Linked DNA regions of Zea mays: region 1 is linked to region 2. A link is a contact called in public Hi-C data. All regions are on one chromosome and are shown on one strand. The core of a region is the stretch at or near the end of the contact, and the rest is flanking DNA. Distances in the headings are between cores, read along the strand shown. Region 1 holds the start of LOC100382579. Region 2 holds the start of LOC100191397 (Pentatricopeptide repeat-containing protein).

The links. Hi-C and Micro-C count contacts between places; a contact is called where the count stands out from the background.
Region 1: a Hi-C map of ear shows a contact between it and region 2, with 2.6 times the contacts expected there. The contact joins the promoter of LOC100382579 here to the promoter of LOC100191397 in region 2. A contact is called at or near these places in 3 of 25 Hi-C or Micro-C datasets (ear, endosperm and tassel).

What each region holds. Positions count from the first base shown.
Region 1 is chr5:86,083,189-86,086,492 of Zm-B73-REFERENCE-NAM-5.0, forward strand. LOC100382579 reads right to left here and starts at 1,426. Exons shown (of 1, transcript NM_001398740.1): 1 at 1-1,426. The coding sequence starts at 1,130.
Region 2 is chr5:85,353,459-85,356,388 of Zm-B73-REFERENCE-NAM-5.0, forward strand. LOC100191397 (Pentatricopeptide repeat-containing protein) reads right to left here and starts at 1,398. Exons shown (of 1, transcript NM_001136831.1): 1 at 1-1,398. The coding sequence starts at 1,099.

The DNA of each region.
Region 1 (3,304 bases), core at 176-2,675, 730 kb after region 2:
GTTGTGGTGGTGGTGGTGGGTACCCCCTGCTCACTGCTGAATGGTGCAAGCATCCCTGATCTGATTGTGCTGCTGATGCAGCTGGAATCTTCTGAGAACTCGTCCTCGAGCATGTCCGTCCATGGCGCTGAGCTACTCAAGCTCAAGCAGTGCATGAACATCTTCCCGGGGCTGGCTCCACAGCTCGACCGAAAACTCACTGGCCGCGACATGTCTGGATGATCGACTCTGCAGATCGGCGCTGACCTGCCATCGCTGAGACTGCTTTGGAGTACGGGGCCTGAATCTGCTGCCACCATACCGGAGAGCTGCGGGATTTGCTCGCATTGCCCCGACTCGCCGACTCCCGTCATGGCCAGCAGGTCGAGCCCCAGAACGGGGTCGCCGAACACGAGGCGGATGCGGCCGTAGATGGCGCACACGGCGCGCGCGAGCAGGAGCACGGCCCTGTCGTAGGTCCAGTTCCAGAGCGACGCGTCCCTGAGCCGGCGCACGTCGTGGCGACGCCACCGCGCGCGCTGCTCGAGCGCGCGGCGGGCCTGGTCCGTGGGCGGCCTCCGCGCCGACTGCTCGAGCTCGGCGAGCGCGTCGAGCTCGGCGTAGAGCGCGGCGGTGGCGGCGGCGACGCGGTCGAGCCTGCGCACGAGCGGCGCGGCGTCGGAGCGGGAGGCGACGGCGGCGAGCGCGCCCGCGTCGGCGCGGCCGGCCAGGAGGTCGGCGTAGACGTGGCCGAAGCCCGCGAGCGCCGGGGCCGCGCACCGGCGGCCGAGGCGCGAGGCCACCGCCGCCACGCGGTTCAGCGCGTCCAGCTTCTCGGCGAGCGCCAGCGCCAGGAGGCGCGCGTCGTCGCCGGGCACGAGCGCGCGCACGGCGTGGCTCCCGAGGCACTGCGGGCCGAGCAGGCGCGCCGCCTCGGCGTCGGAGAGCGAGCGGTAGAGGCTCGCCGCTCGCGACATGGCGTTCGCCACCTCGAAGGACAGGATACCCACCCTGCCGTCGCCCCCCGCCGCGCCGCCGCCCTTGGCGCTCGCCGCCGGCCGCACCTTCTTGGAGGAGGAGAACGACGGCGACGTCGCCGCCATCGAGAACACCTTGTGCACCAGCGGTTGCGGCTCCGGCTCCGCCACCATGCCTCCGGCCTCGTCGTCGTCGGCCCCACCTAGTAGATCCTTTTTGCTTTTGCTGGGAAAACGAGTGCGTCGACCAGCCAAGAAGGAGGTTTGAATTGGAACCCTCGGTCAACAGCAGCAAGCGCCGAGCGGCAGGCCAGCGAAGCGAGCACGCAGAGATGTCAACACTCCAAGACAAGGCAAGGCTGGTACCGGTGGAACGGAAATCCCAAAAAAGAGAGTACCATTTCTTGTGGGGAGTGGCGCGCCAAGAGAACCCAACGTGGAGAATAGAGACGGAGGATGACGAAGGATTGAAGGAAGCGGAGGGGACGACGCGGGGGGGGGGGGGGGGGGGGGGGGGGGGGGGATGAGCGAAGAGGAAGCTAGCAGTAGCTACGAGGTGTGATGAGGGGAGGCGACGCCATTGATGCGCCCAACTCCTCGCTGGTGGCATTTAAAATCGCCATAAATTGGAGCGGGAGCAAGGCAACAAAAGCAAGCAGCCGCCGCGGGCGCCCCCTCGGCCTGCCTCTGCCTCACTCACCTCACCTCGTCAGCCCAGGGAAGCCGGAGTAGCGAGCGAGTCATTATGGGCTGACTGGTGCAATTGTTGAGTGCATCTGCTTCTGCACCCGACCCGGGGATTGAAGGGCAGGTGGCATTTGGGGGTGCAGAGGATTCCTTCTACCATTTCACGGTAAAGTACATGGCCATCCTTGTCAGGATCAAGGTTTTCCAATAGCATTAGATTTGGCAGCTAAAATCACACGTACAAACCTAAATTTTTACTCTAAAAAATATTCTATCATGACCAGCGAGAATTTCTACTCTATCTCACGGTGAAGTAAGTGGCTGTAGGACTTTTTTACTGGATACGTTACTCCATCTGTATCGTTTCCTTCACAGTTCTTCAGTGCAGATAGCCTAAAACGTGCTAATAAACTTACTGATTATTAGGCCATTCTCATTAGAAGATTCATTACACGGTTTCCAAAAGTGATACATCAATTTTTATTTATAAAAACCATGTATCCTAAGTTTTATCCAAATAAAATTCTCTCTTATCACATGAAACTCTCTCCGTATCTTTCATTATAAATATCGTGTCATGTCATCAAATATAGTGATACGTCATCTCATTTAATAAAAATGAAACTACGATCAAGGAATGGCCTTACTAGCAATTGGATTGTACATGCACCGATCTATTCTATACAGATCACCATTGTGATCATTTCACGGGAATCACTGCATGTCGGCGCTGTGCTGTGTGTTGGGTGTGTCCTCTACAGCCGGTCAATAGAGACTGGATTGGGCTTAACCCAACTATCGTTCCTTTAATCGGGCCCTTGATCGGGAGGGTCCACACTAACCTCGGTTGGAGCCCCCAGACACACGACGCTATATATAGGACTAAGGGGTCGCAGGAAAAACTAACGCTAGTACCTCGCCCCAAAACCCTAGTCCTCAGAGGCCCCATCGCCTAGACGTCGGAGTGTTTAGAAACGCGACAACCTACAGCGGCTCGGATCCCGATGCCTGCTGCTTCTCTGCAGGGCGACGGTATGAAGATAGCAACAACAATAAAGGTGTGTTTCCCCGTTCCTCTCAGTAGATAGTAGATCAGATCTACACGTCATCAAGATTTTACTTTCAGTTACAGACGGATTGGTATTCTAGGGACTTAGGAATCGATCCTAGGCAGTATAGATTCTAACAATGGTATCAAAGCCGTCCTAAGAACCCTAGATCTCCTAATCCGCATCAGTTTTATGAGATCACAGAAAAGTCTCGGATCAACATGATTGAACTATTTTTTTCGTTTATCACCCGAGAACAGATAGATTAAAATAGAAAGAATATTTTTTATCTCTCGGGTTAGGGTTTACCTAACCCTAAATCTAGGGTTTTGGCCACTAACAGAGATTTGGTCTCGGCCAAACCCAGAAGATTCGAGATAGTAAAAACAGATCGATGTTTTAGGGTTAGGGTTTAATAACCTAACCCTGATCAGTTTTAAATCTGGGTCAACAGAGATCACAGTGGCTCGGGATCTTTTACATCCACGGCCTAGATGACAGAGCAGATTAGAAAAGGTACAAAAAAATCCTCACAGAAAATCTACGTTCTATCAACTCATAACTCGATCCCGAATATTACATTAGATCCATCTCATACATCACAGAGAACGA
Region 2 (2,930 bases), core at 148-2,647:
GACCACACTTTGAATATATATCTATCAGACCACTCGCAACAAACATGTCATTATGAAGCAGTAGTCTTACTGAAGCAGAATGCACTTGCTTGCCCAGTTCGAAATTTCCTAATCTAGAACATGAACTGAGTATCACAGCTAAAGTTGTCCGGTCAGGCTGCACATTTTGATGTTGCATTCTCCTAAACAAGTCGATTGTTTCTTGATGCAGTTCCTCCTGGCCGTAGCCAGATAATAGGGTGTTCCATGTAGTCACACTTGGCTTTGGTATCTTGTCAAACATTGCACGAGCAGACGGAACATCCCTTGCCTTAATACAAGAAGCAAGCATGTTACTGTAGGTTACCTCATTGGGCTCAAAGCCTGACTCTTGCATAAACTCAAGAACTTCCATGGCCCTCTCATAGCATCCCAGCTGACCATACCCAGTTATAAGAATGTTCCAAGAAACAATACTAACACTGGACAACGACTCAAAGACTTTGATGGCCTCATCCATCTTCATGCCCTTCGCGTACAGATCAACCAACGAGTTACCCACGTGTTGGTCCGATCCAAAACCTTTTCTGACAACCAATGCATGGATGGACTGTGCGAGCTGGATTGCACGAGCGACATTGTAGTCACCAGCGCAGGCCTGCGCGCAGGCGCCGAGAACACTGGAGACCGCTACCGGATCAACACGAATCCCGGTCCTGCTCATCCGCGCGAACAACCTGAGGGCATCGTCGACGGCCCCGCCCTGCGCCAACCCGCCCATCATCGCCGTGAACGACACCTCGTTCGGGCTAGGCATCCCGTCGAACAGCCTGACCGCGTCGGCGACGCTCCCGCACTTTGTGTACATGCCGAGGAGCCCGTTCTCGACGAACTGGTGCCCGTCGAGCCCGACCTTGACGGCGAGCCCATGGCAGCGCCTCCCGTCGTCGAGCGCGGCCACGGCGCCGCACGCGCTGAGCACGCTGGCCAGCGTGAAGTTCGTCGGCGCGAGGCCCTCCTGCAGCATCCCCTGGTACATCTCTAGCGCCTCCCCCGGGGAGCCCGACCGCGCGACGGCGGCGATGACGGTATTCCAGGAGACGGCGTTCCGGTCGGGCATTCGGCCGAGCAGGTCCCGGGCGGCGGCGAGGTCCCCCGCGCGGCAGGCAGCTGAGATGGCGGCGTTGTAGGAGTAGACGTTGGGGTGGGGCAGCGCGCGGAAGGCGCGGAGCGCGTGGCATGGCAGGCCCGAGAGGGAGTAGAGCTCGACGAGGCGGTTGAGGAGGAAGGTATCTGCGGCGAGGCCGGCGGCGAGGACGCGCGCGTGCGCGGCCTTGGCGTTTGAGCGGCTGGGCTTGCGGCCACCGCTACGCTTGATGCAGGCCTGGAGCACGGCAGCGAGCTGGGCCGCTAGGTTGGCCATCGCGGCGAGAAACGAGAGGAGTGCATCTTTTATGAGAAAGTTGATTGGACCCTGTCTAGCATAGTTTCTGACTGTTAGAAAATCAGCTTATCCAATAGTCGGTGAAAAACACCTTCTGTTTATTGCTGGTTTTTCATTCATTCTTATGATATAACTCTACTTTTATCCTTGATTTTTAAAGATTATAAGTATATCTTTCAAAATGAATTGGTATATTTTCCATATTTCATTATCATCACTTACAGAGTTAACTCAACTCGCCAAGATATGTTTCTCTTATTTTCTCTTACTAGCTAAGTGTGACGACTGACGACATGCTTCTCTCTTATTTTCTCTATCCTAGGCAAATAACTTGTAGACAGTTGAACAGCCTTGTCCATTTATATCGTGTTTGGTTAGTGAAATGCTGCCATACAGAACAGTGGCGGACCCAGAAATTAACCAAGACCCGGGCCGAAACGACCGTAAACTCTAATAGTAGCATATAAATAAATTGTACGAAACAACGTTGTCATAGATATTAAAGATGACATACAAATTATAATGTAGCTCCTCCAAAATGTATCATGTCAACATCAACATCAGTGCTTCTTGCTCCAGAACCTTGACGAAAATCATGTTAAGAACGCGACTTGAAAGGTAATGTTGAATAAATTTAATAATATTAATAATTGGTACATACCACTAGTACGAGGTAGATTCACTCTGCGGGTTCTCATGCCTTGAAAATAATCCAATATCTTTGCATCCTCAATACTTGTAAATATATCCCTCTCAATATAACACATCATACGATGGTTAAGCCATTCGTCTCCTGTCTTATTCCGCAACTCAGTTTTAATGATATTCATAGATGAGAAAGATCTCTCCACAGATGCTGTTGCCACTGGTAAAATTAAAGCTAATTCAATGAGACGATATACAAATGGAAAGACAACATGCCTGTCACTCTGAACCATTCTCACAGCAAGATCACCTAGGTCATTGCAACTTAGAATATCTGGATCAGCTCTCATATCAATAATGAATATCTCAAGTTGGTCTTTCAATACTATGCAATCATATGTAGAGAAATCCGCATCATACAATTTAGCAAGCTCAATTAACTTATCTCCATCAAAATTGGCAAAAGAATTTCTTGGATCAAGGCAGGCAATGCATCTCAATAATTGGGTAGATCTTTCACCAAAACGGTTGTTGAACTCCACAATAAGTTGGTCAAGCACCACATTAAATATTTCATGTTTCAAGTGATGATGGTAAGTTATCAACTGACCTCCACGACCTCTTGAGCGACCTCTAGCAGTGGTTGTATCCAACATGTTTGGCACAATGATATTATATTGAATGCAAAATGATTTTGTATCCTCAAATAGATCTTCCCATCCATGTTGTCTAATTTCATCAATTTGTTGCAATGTGGCACCAATCAGTCCTATGGCACGAACGATATTTTGATCTTTCTTTTGCAAGCATTGGGATAAATCATTAGTCTTACCCAATAATTTGATAACAAAATGCATAATAA